Regions from separate parts of the Anas platyrhynchos genome. Here region 1 is linked to region 2. The links are chromatin contacts, called in public Hi-C maps. All regions are on one chromosome and are shown on one strand. The core of a region is the stretch at or near the end of the contact, and the rest is flanking DNA. Distances in the headings are between cores, read along the strand shown.

The links. Hi-C and Micro-C count contacts between places; a contact is called where the count stands out from the background.
Region 1: a Hi-C map of liver shows a contact between it and region 2, with 3 times the contacts expected there. The contact joins the enhancer-like site here to the promoter of APOH in region 2. A contact is called at or near these places in 5 of 8 Hi-C or Micro-C datasets (F1 follicle, F5 follicle, liver and 2 more).

The regions. Positions count from the first base shown.
Region 1 is chr19:3,382,585-3,386,778 of IASCAAS_PekinDuck_T2T, reverse strand. All of the region lies in intron 3 of PRKCA (protein kinase C alpha), which reads right to left. Among named protein-coding and RNA genes, the nearest start is that of CACNG5, 79 kb to the left of the region's middle. Within about 2 kb of position 1,813, at least 1 of the 8 cell types and tissues checked has an H3K27ac peak or open chromatin away from gene starts, as enhancers often do.
Region 2 is chr19:3,287,303-3,291,746 of IASCAAS_PekinDuck_T2T, reverse strand. APOH (apolipoprotein H) reads left to right here and starts at 1,462. Exons shown (of 6, transcript XM_072025836.1): 1 at 1,462-1,596; 2 at 2,198-2,374. The coding sequence starts at 1,533. It overlaps PRKCA (protein kinase C alpha), which reads right to left and starts at 3,850. Exons shown (of 18, transcript XM_021269952.4): 1 at 3,793-3,850.

The sequences.
Region 1 (4,194 bases), core at 564-3,063, 95 kb before region 2:
CATCTACCCCTACCAGCCACTGGAAACCTCTCCAAATATTAAAATCTCCCTGTAACGGTGATTTTAGGTAAGGGAACAAACCCAGGACAAACTGCCAAGCGTGTGGCATGCCTGGGACAAATCTCAGCAGCTTTGCCTGTTCTGTGTTTGCAGAACCTCACATACTTACAGGCAAGACTCTTCTGCATCCTTTCCTCTTTCTTTTTCTGTTTGGCAGAAGATAAGCCAGCACGAATTAATAGTGCCCTAAATGCTGGCACACATAATTTCTGAAGTTCATCTCCATGAGCACTACTGGGTCAATTTTGTACAAAAAACACATATCCAGGAGCAACAGACAAAAATACCGAAGAGTGAGAAATAGATAAATAGCTTTTTCCATTCTCTTAACAAATGAGAAAACCCTTTTCCATTTTGAAACAAATGGAAAATGAATGAAAAAGCTGTGCCTTGCCTCTGTCCTGCTATTATGAAATTCAGTCCAAACACATGGTGGGAGTCCCCACAACGATCGCAACTCTAATTAATTTGCCAACATCAGGCAAGTCAGGACCCTTGCCTGCTCATCGCATCGTTCACCACACAGACATGGCCTTTTGCTAGGAACTCTGCAGGCTGATACCGCCATTGAGGAAATAAAGAATATGGAAAGATCTTAAGTCTCATTCATAAAAGCTCTTACAGTGCCTTGTTCAATCCAGGAACACAAAAAACACATCTGTGAAAATTGTCTGGCATTTACCAGAGCAGAATAATTGCATTTTTCCTAATCTGCAAGTAATATAATGTTTAAAAAGAAGAATAGAAGAAACAGTCCTTGCTCTATAATCCAGTATGTAGCTCAACATAGGCTTTTTCTAGCACTGCTGGCTAAGCCTTTGTAAGGCTGCATCAAAAACAATTATTAAAATTAATCCCAGGAACAAATGGAATTGCACAATATTAATCCTGCTGAAAGAAAAAATCTGATATGATAAACATGCAGCAGACTTACATAAGGAACAAGGAAATGGAAAAAAAAGATCTTTGATAACCAGGTTTGCTAGCACTGGTCAAGTGTTAGGCCTGTAGGAATACATGAAAAATAAACTTTTCAGTAAAATATAAACCCTTCCTTCTGTAGCACCCATCTTGGAGACAATCCAGACCTTTATAGCCTATCTAGGAGAACCTGGAGGAAATTATTAATATATATATATATTTTTTAATTGAAGATAACATATTAGGTTTTGGGGAAAAAAATCCTTCCATAACAGACTACACCAAGCAGAGAACATAGAAAAACATAAATGCAAAGCACATATTTATAAACCTGGCAGCCAGAAATCACATTTTGTCTCCAGAAGTCACTTCAGCCCACAAAAAACTCTTCTTACCGTTAAAAGAAACAAACACAAGGAGGCATTAATACACTTCCTCCAGATGAACTTTTACATGCGCTAAAGGAAACTAACTGCTTCAGATAACAGTGTTATAATGTGCATATTCCAAGTTATTAGATTGCTGTATAATGCAATCAGCAGGAAGTTACTTGAAATTGTAACATAAATGCTTCTGGTACAGTTTACATTGACAATTTCATATGCAGGAGAAATGTGTCTCATATATTGCTCTTCATTGGAAGTTTGATATTTTGGAAAAGAAAATGAATTAAAAGAAATTAATAGAAGAATTTCAGACTTACACTAAGTATTTTATCTATTCAAAAAAAAAAAAGATGTACTGGATCAAGTAGACAAAGTATTTTTCTGCAGTGTCCAATGACTGTGCTTGGCATGACGTAGCAATGATAAGGACGCAAAATGCCCTCTAGCCACACTGATGCAAGACAAACCAGGCAGGCAGTAAATTCATAAAGTTAAGAAGCAGAGGGGACACAACCTAGGAAGAGGGCTGAGCCTTCCATGCCTTCTGCAGCCCCAAGCAGAGTGCCCAGCAAACTCAAGAAGGAGCTGGGCAAGTGAAAGCAATCCTAGTACAAAAAAAAATATATATATATTTCAGATATAATCCACATCTTGATCTCTATTGCATATCCTGGATATACACGTTTGGTCGAGATCACTGAATGCTGATTTCCCTGTGATTCTAGTTAGAGCACTCTACATCTCCCTTCCATGGCATTTATGGGCAGCTAGAAAGCCTGGCAGCAGTTCTAGTGGATAATGCAAAGCACTTGTTTGCTAGAGCAGCCCCAGCCTTTGCCAATGCTTTTGTAATTTGACACATTTTTCAAGCCACAGGTAGAGGTTTTTGCATCTATCACCCTACAGATTCATTCTGGAGAAACAAATTGTTTGGGATACAACTTAGAGAAGGAGAAACCTCAGCTCAACCACTGGACACACACCGTGACGTGATGAGCAGCTATTCTGCCCAGTGAGTAACACCGAAGTGTTGCTGCACTGCGGTGGTGAAGCTGCTAAGAACAAGCTGTTTGACCAATTTCTGCAAATCAGTTGCTGGGAACTGAAAGGTGACTCCTTGGAGCTCTGCTGATTCAAAGTTATCTGAGAATTTGTAACATCCTCCTACTACAACAGAATTATAAGAAAAACTCCAAAGGAGCTGGGGTTGGTAAAGAGGAAAGTTCTGCTTTACCCAACAGAGTTAGCAACAGCTACCACAAATTATTTCCTAATTTCTGCTGTCACCAAGAGCAGCTGTCCATCCTACCCACCATGCGTGCACGGTAGCAAGGCAAAGACGTCTGACCTGCTTTAACACGGGGTTATTCCAAGATGCAAGCAACACGAAGTCCAACTCACCTTCCAAACCAGGGAGGCTGCTCTTGCACCTAAGCCAATTGCTTTATGCCCGTGCCCTCAGACAGGCACACAGCGCTGCAACAGGCTTCAGCTGAAAATTAACCAACGTGCCCCCGGGTTACTACGAGCAAGACAAAATAACACACAAACAAACAGCAAACAAAGAACTGACAATGGCTGACTGAATCTGGCACAGAAATCTATAAAAATACATTATTTAAGAAAGTATGATTTGAAAAACAGAAATAGTACTAGTTCAGGTTCAAACAAAAATGAAGTTTCATAATAAATGTCAGTCAGAAAAAGACTAGACTTGTAGCAAAACAAAACACACAGTTACAAGATAAACATGAATAACGTGTTAAATATTTACAAAATCACATCATCTCCCCTAAAGTAAATGTATATATTTTTTTAAAGTGATTACAACAAATGTGTGTATTAAACACATGCTTTTCTATGGAATTCACTATTCTGGTGAGACCAGTTATTGTTAGTCCCAAATTCACCCAATTGCTTTAAATTCAATTCATTGCTTTATACCCTTGCCCACAGTTTCTGCCATTACCTATGTGCCTGGCCCATCAATCACAGTATTACAGATTGGCACCTCTCTACTTACATTTATCACTTTTCCATTTTCCTTCAGCACTTAGCATCATTAATTTATCAAGTCTCATTCCATTCAACTCCCACGGCTACTTTAAGCATGACAGAGCAAGGTCTTGTTTTATTATTTTTTATTTTTTACATATTTCATGTCAGGCACAACAAATGAGGCTACTCTGCAACAGCAAGACAACATTAAAAAAAAAAGGCTTTTATCACAGCGTAATAAAAGTTTAAGTACACAAAGTATAAACACAGCTCTATGCTGCATTTATTCAGCATTTTTATTTTTAATGTAGAAGCAGCAAAACCAGCCAGCCCATATTCCACATCAATGGGAGGCGCATCCTCATCCCTACATTATGTAATCTAGCTATTTGCAAAGCTTATATTAAAGCATTTGGAGATGTTTTATTTTCCTGGTGATGATATTTATTAATTTTTCATCAGAATGTCCTTTCCAAATAGAGTAAATATTGAGCCTGCCAACCCCCTGATATTCCAAAATACATCGTCCTACAGAAATCAGCCCAAGTCAGTTCAGCACAATTCAGTTAAGTTATTAGCTAACACCAGACACAGCAAGAGCCTTTCTTACAGTCATCTGGGCAGTTTCAAAGGTTGGAGCAAACCTGGGTTGTGACACGCCGTGTCAGATTCTCTGAACAGAGGCTATCCTTCCATATCCAGTTTTCTGAAGATTTTTCAAGTATCTGCTCTTCTAGAACTCCAAAATCCCCCAAATTAATGCAAAATGTCTCCCAGTTTTTGTTTTTTAAACCATTAACCTTTTTTTTTTTTTTTTTTTTTTTTTACA
Region 2 (4,444 bases), core at 213-2,712:
GTTTATGGCTGTAAGGTAGATGGCAGAGTAGATTCTGCCATCTGGTGAGCACAGTGAGAAGTGCTCACATGGTCAGCATTGAAATGGATAAAATTGTGCCCATCTATTCCTGGGCTATTTTAAACACAGAAAAGAATTTTGTCAGAATAGCAGGCAGATCTAAAGAAGGATTTAAACCAGAGGCAAGAAAGTTCATTACAGCATTGCAGTGTGGTGGGAAGGGAAAAGTGATATACTTGTGAAATTTTGTAGAGGAAGTAGGCTGTGACAAATGGGAAAATAATCAGATGTAAATACAGAAAATAAAGTCTATATTTCTTGGTTGATTTAGCAGTTGTACTTCGCCCTTTGGCACTGTGTGTTTGGTAAATATTTTGAGCAAGACATTCATATTACTTTCTTTCTGAGAAGACTAGAATGATCCTAATTGTTTGATGTTGTGGCTAAAGTTTGTGTTTTACATGCAAACAGGGAAAAATCATGAAGCAAAAATAAACAAACTATTTAAGATCTCAGCAATAAGGGTTTGACATAACCTAGCTTCTCGTTTGAGCTTCAAATGTCCCTCACTCCCCCTCGCAGGCTGTGAGTCAGCGGGGAAGGAGGATACTTAGATTAGAAACACCAAACTGTGGAACAATGATTACACAAATGTTATTTTGGTTGCACTTGAGATGTTCCTGCAGTTAAAATCTGCTAAATTAGGAGGATTGCAGTGATCAGAACATCAGCTGATAGCTGTGAAGTTTTGACTTGATGACCCCAAATGGGGGAATCAAAACAAGTTTTTATACCACCCAAAACCATGACTCAAATATGAGCTCTTATCACAAATAAGCACAACCTAGAACCATTATTTCACTTTTTCCACAGCACTGGCATGGTGACCCTTCCCTATAGTACTTATGCAGTAGTTAACTGGTTATCCATTAATTGAAAGATGACAACTGACAACATGAATCAGATAAAACAGGCCCACGAAGCCTGAAGTTTCAGTCCAGATCATCAGCTAAATCATTATTTATCTGGTATTATCACTGGAGGCATATAACACCACCAATGTCACTCCAACACTAACCGTTTTGCCTTAAAAAGAGCTTTATAACTCTCAGCAGTCTTTGGTACATGAAAACATACAAGCTCGAGTGAGAAACAAAAGCTTCTCAGTGACAGTTCTATTATTTGATCCAATATTGAATTCCAAGCATCCTCATCCTTTAGAGATGCTGAGAAAATAATACTGTTTTCTCAAAGCCACCAGCCCCAACAGGAGATGCTTTGCAGCAACAACCGGAGCGGAGATGTTTGCAGCCAAGACTGCTGTTTGAATTCCTGCATTATGTACCAGTGCAACATGTGACGGTTATTTCATCCTTTATTCCAGCTACACAAGGACCCTTTTATCTTCTGTTTACCAGGGTGGGAATAAATACAAAGAGTTAATATGTAACCACCCTTTTGTGGCTGCCTTTATTTTTAGGGGAAGAAACGCTGGATTGAGGGTCATTCGGGAAACTGGTGGACTGGCAGCGATGTACTCCCTGGTGCTGGTCGTGTGTGCGGCTGCTCTGACCCACTCTGCTCTTGCAGCAAAAGGTAAGCGCCCTCCGCTTTCTAATAGCCACTGCTACCCTAGAGTGTGAGGGAGGGAATCCGGAGAAAGCAAGGGAACTGTAAAGCCTTTGGATATTTCTGGTCAACTGTTTTGAATGGGGGTTCTCTGAAAGCTGTTTCTCGTCTTCGCTTCCTTTCCTTCATTTCTACAGTGAGGGGAATTTCTGACACCACCAAACCAACTTGGATTAAAAATGAAATGCATCAGTTTTTTTCTAAGTCCCTCTCACCATATTTTTCCCCTAAATCATTTACCATAATTGCCTTGCTTTGAAGAACACTTCATAAATCCATTTTTAAAGCAAAAGCACTTTTTTCCTCCTCACTAAGAAGTGTAACTGGGGCCATGATAGAGCTGCCAGAGAGAAGAAAAAGAACACATTTTTTCCTTGCTGATGCTTACTACAGCCCTCCCTTTCCTCAGTAAGTCACCTGTAGATGATAGATGGACGCTTAGCTCAGCATAGGGACATCCAGCAGCTGGCTATAATACAGAAACTTGTGCTTCCAGTTTAGAGACTACGATATCTCAAACTTTCTGCCCACTTTTTTCTTTTTTGGTAAAGCGTCTCCTCTCTTCCAGTCTGTTCCAAGCCACCAGAAGTGCTCTTCGCCACAATCAATGTGGTTAAAACTGTGTACGATGTGGGTGAGGAAATCGAGTACACCTGCAGGCCTGGCTTTGTCCCCAACAATGGCCAGAGGAAGTACACCTGCCAGCCCACCGGCAAGTGGCCTCTCAACACGCTCCTGTGCCTGCGTAAGTAAAACTAAGTAGAACTTACCCCCAAATTTTGCACCACGTTGTTGACGTGGTGCAAAAGAACAAATGCAGAAGCCATCTTGCTCCCCGCAAAGCTGCTGCCTCCTGCCAAGGAGCTGTGTGTTTTGCTGTATTTTGCTCGTATGTTTTTTTGTTATTACTTTCCTGAGTCAAAATAGGTTAAAAACAAAGCAAAACAAACAAACAAACAAAAACTTAGATTGCTCTAAGTTTTCTCCTGAAAAATAAATAGTCATCAGAAGACAACTGGGTGTGAAGGGAAAGAGGTGAAAGCAACAGGAGAAGGAGCTTTCCATGCACTTCCCTTATGCCTCTGCTGCCAGAGGGTGATAGGGACTGGATCCAGACAAAACAAACCTTAACCTGGCTCAGCCCAGCAGTGCTTGTACTCTAAGTGATCAGATTGGTTGATAACATCATCTGCCTTTATTGTATCCATTGCCATTCCTTTTTACCATTTAATTGCAGACAATCAATCATTAAAAATGATCTAATCATGAAATTTTTGAAGCTACCTTTATTATGTTTTCATAGAAATGTACAATATTTACTTACACTTGGGAAATGTAGCACACAAAAGCAGAGAAAATTGAAAGGCACCCAGACCCCTTTACAACCACTCTGTTTCCACTATCCTAGCTTCATGCCTCGTGAAATAATAGTATCCTTTTTATCTTTAATTAACAGCAATGAGATGTCCCACTCCTGGACAGCTACAGCATGGAAAAATTGATTTTATAGACTCTTATTACCAGAGTTCTTTAAGTTTTTCGTGTGAACCAGGGTAAGGACTCCCTCTCTTGTGCTGCTAAATAAGAAATCTAAATAATCTAAATCACAGCTTTACACTCTACTATCACCTGTTGGAACATTACGAGCCAGGGAACTTAGAAAATATCACCTTAAAACCCCTCTGAACTTCAGAGGCTTAAAAAGGCCATGTTTAGTGATCCTTCCCTGTTCAAACTCAATTATTACATTCCAGGGCTTTGTTACTCACAAGCAACATCTTACAGACAGGAAAACCATCAAAATAGCAGAGATTTTATACAAAGACTTATTCCAGACCACTTTCCCCTGCTTTTTAAATCCTCTTATTACATCATGAGATGAAATCCTACAGCAAAGAAAGGATAATCACTATCTAAGTTGTTATGCTGTCAGGCTCTAGAGACTGAAAATTTTGTTTCTGTGTCCTTCCGAGCTCAGTAAATGAAAACATGAGGTTAATCCTCATTTAGTCCCTGGACCAAACACACTTTTACTGAAGGCTGCTTACTGATTCTAGAAATGAGGATACATTTAAATAAATAGAATTATGATAAATGCAGAGATATAGTTGATAGCAACATACAGTCACACTACTTGGTGAGTAATTAATAAATAGTGCTTACCTGGGAAGAGCCTAAGCGAGCCACAATCTGGAGTTCAATGAAGAACATCAGTAGCCTCAGTTACTTCTTCCTCTGCAGAAGCAAGAGAAGGAATAAATAAATTCAGCTCTGACATCAAGTGTAGCAAAGGGACTTGAATTGATTTAATTTTGTTAATGATAATTTACTAGGCTTCAGCTGGGTGATATTGAAATGATAAATACAGAGTGAGCATTTCTCTAAAGCTCAGTGTAAGTTTGTAGTAATATGCATACAGAGAACTAGAGAAGCATTTAGATGGAGTGCACATATAAATTAAACTGGGCTACCTGGTATTATAAAAAAAAATAAAGCCCTTCAGTACCTTTAGGTATGGAGTGCTGAGTTTGTTACAAATAGACTGATCCTAATTGCCATAAGCAACTGGGAATTTCTCCCGAGAACCAATAACATCAACATCACTGATCAAAGATCAATGCTCACTATTTACATATATCCACAATATCAACCAGTTGTATAAATTATTGTAACATTAAAATAGAATATTGAGTTGAAAGTACAAAACTTTTTTTTTAAATCAATTATTCTTTCTGGAAAATTGTAATACCTAAAAATTAAAAATATTTCATATTTTAATCCAAATTTCCTTTGAAATTAATAAGTGCTTTAATTA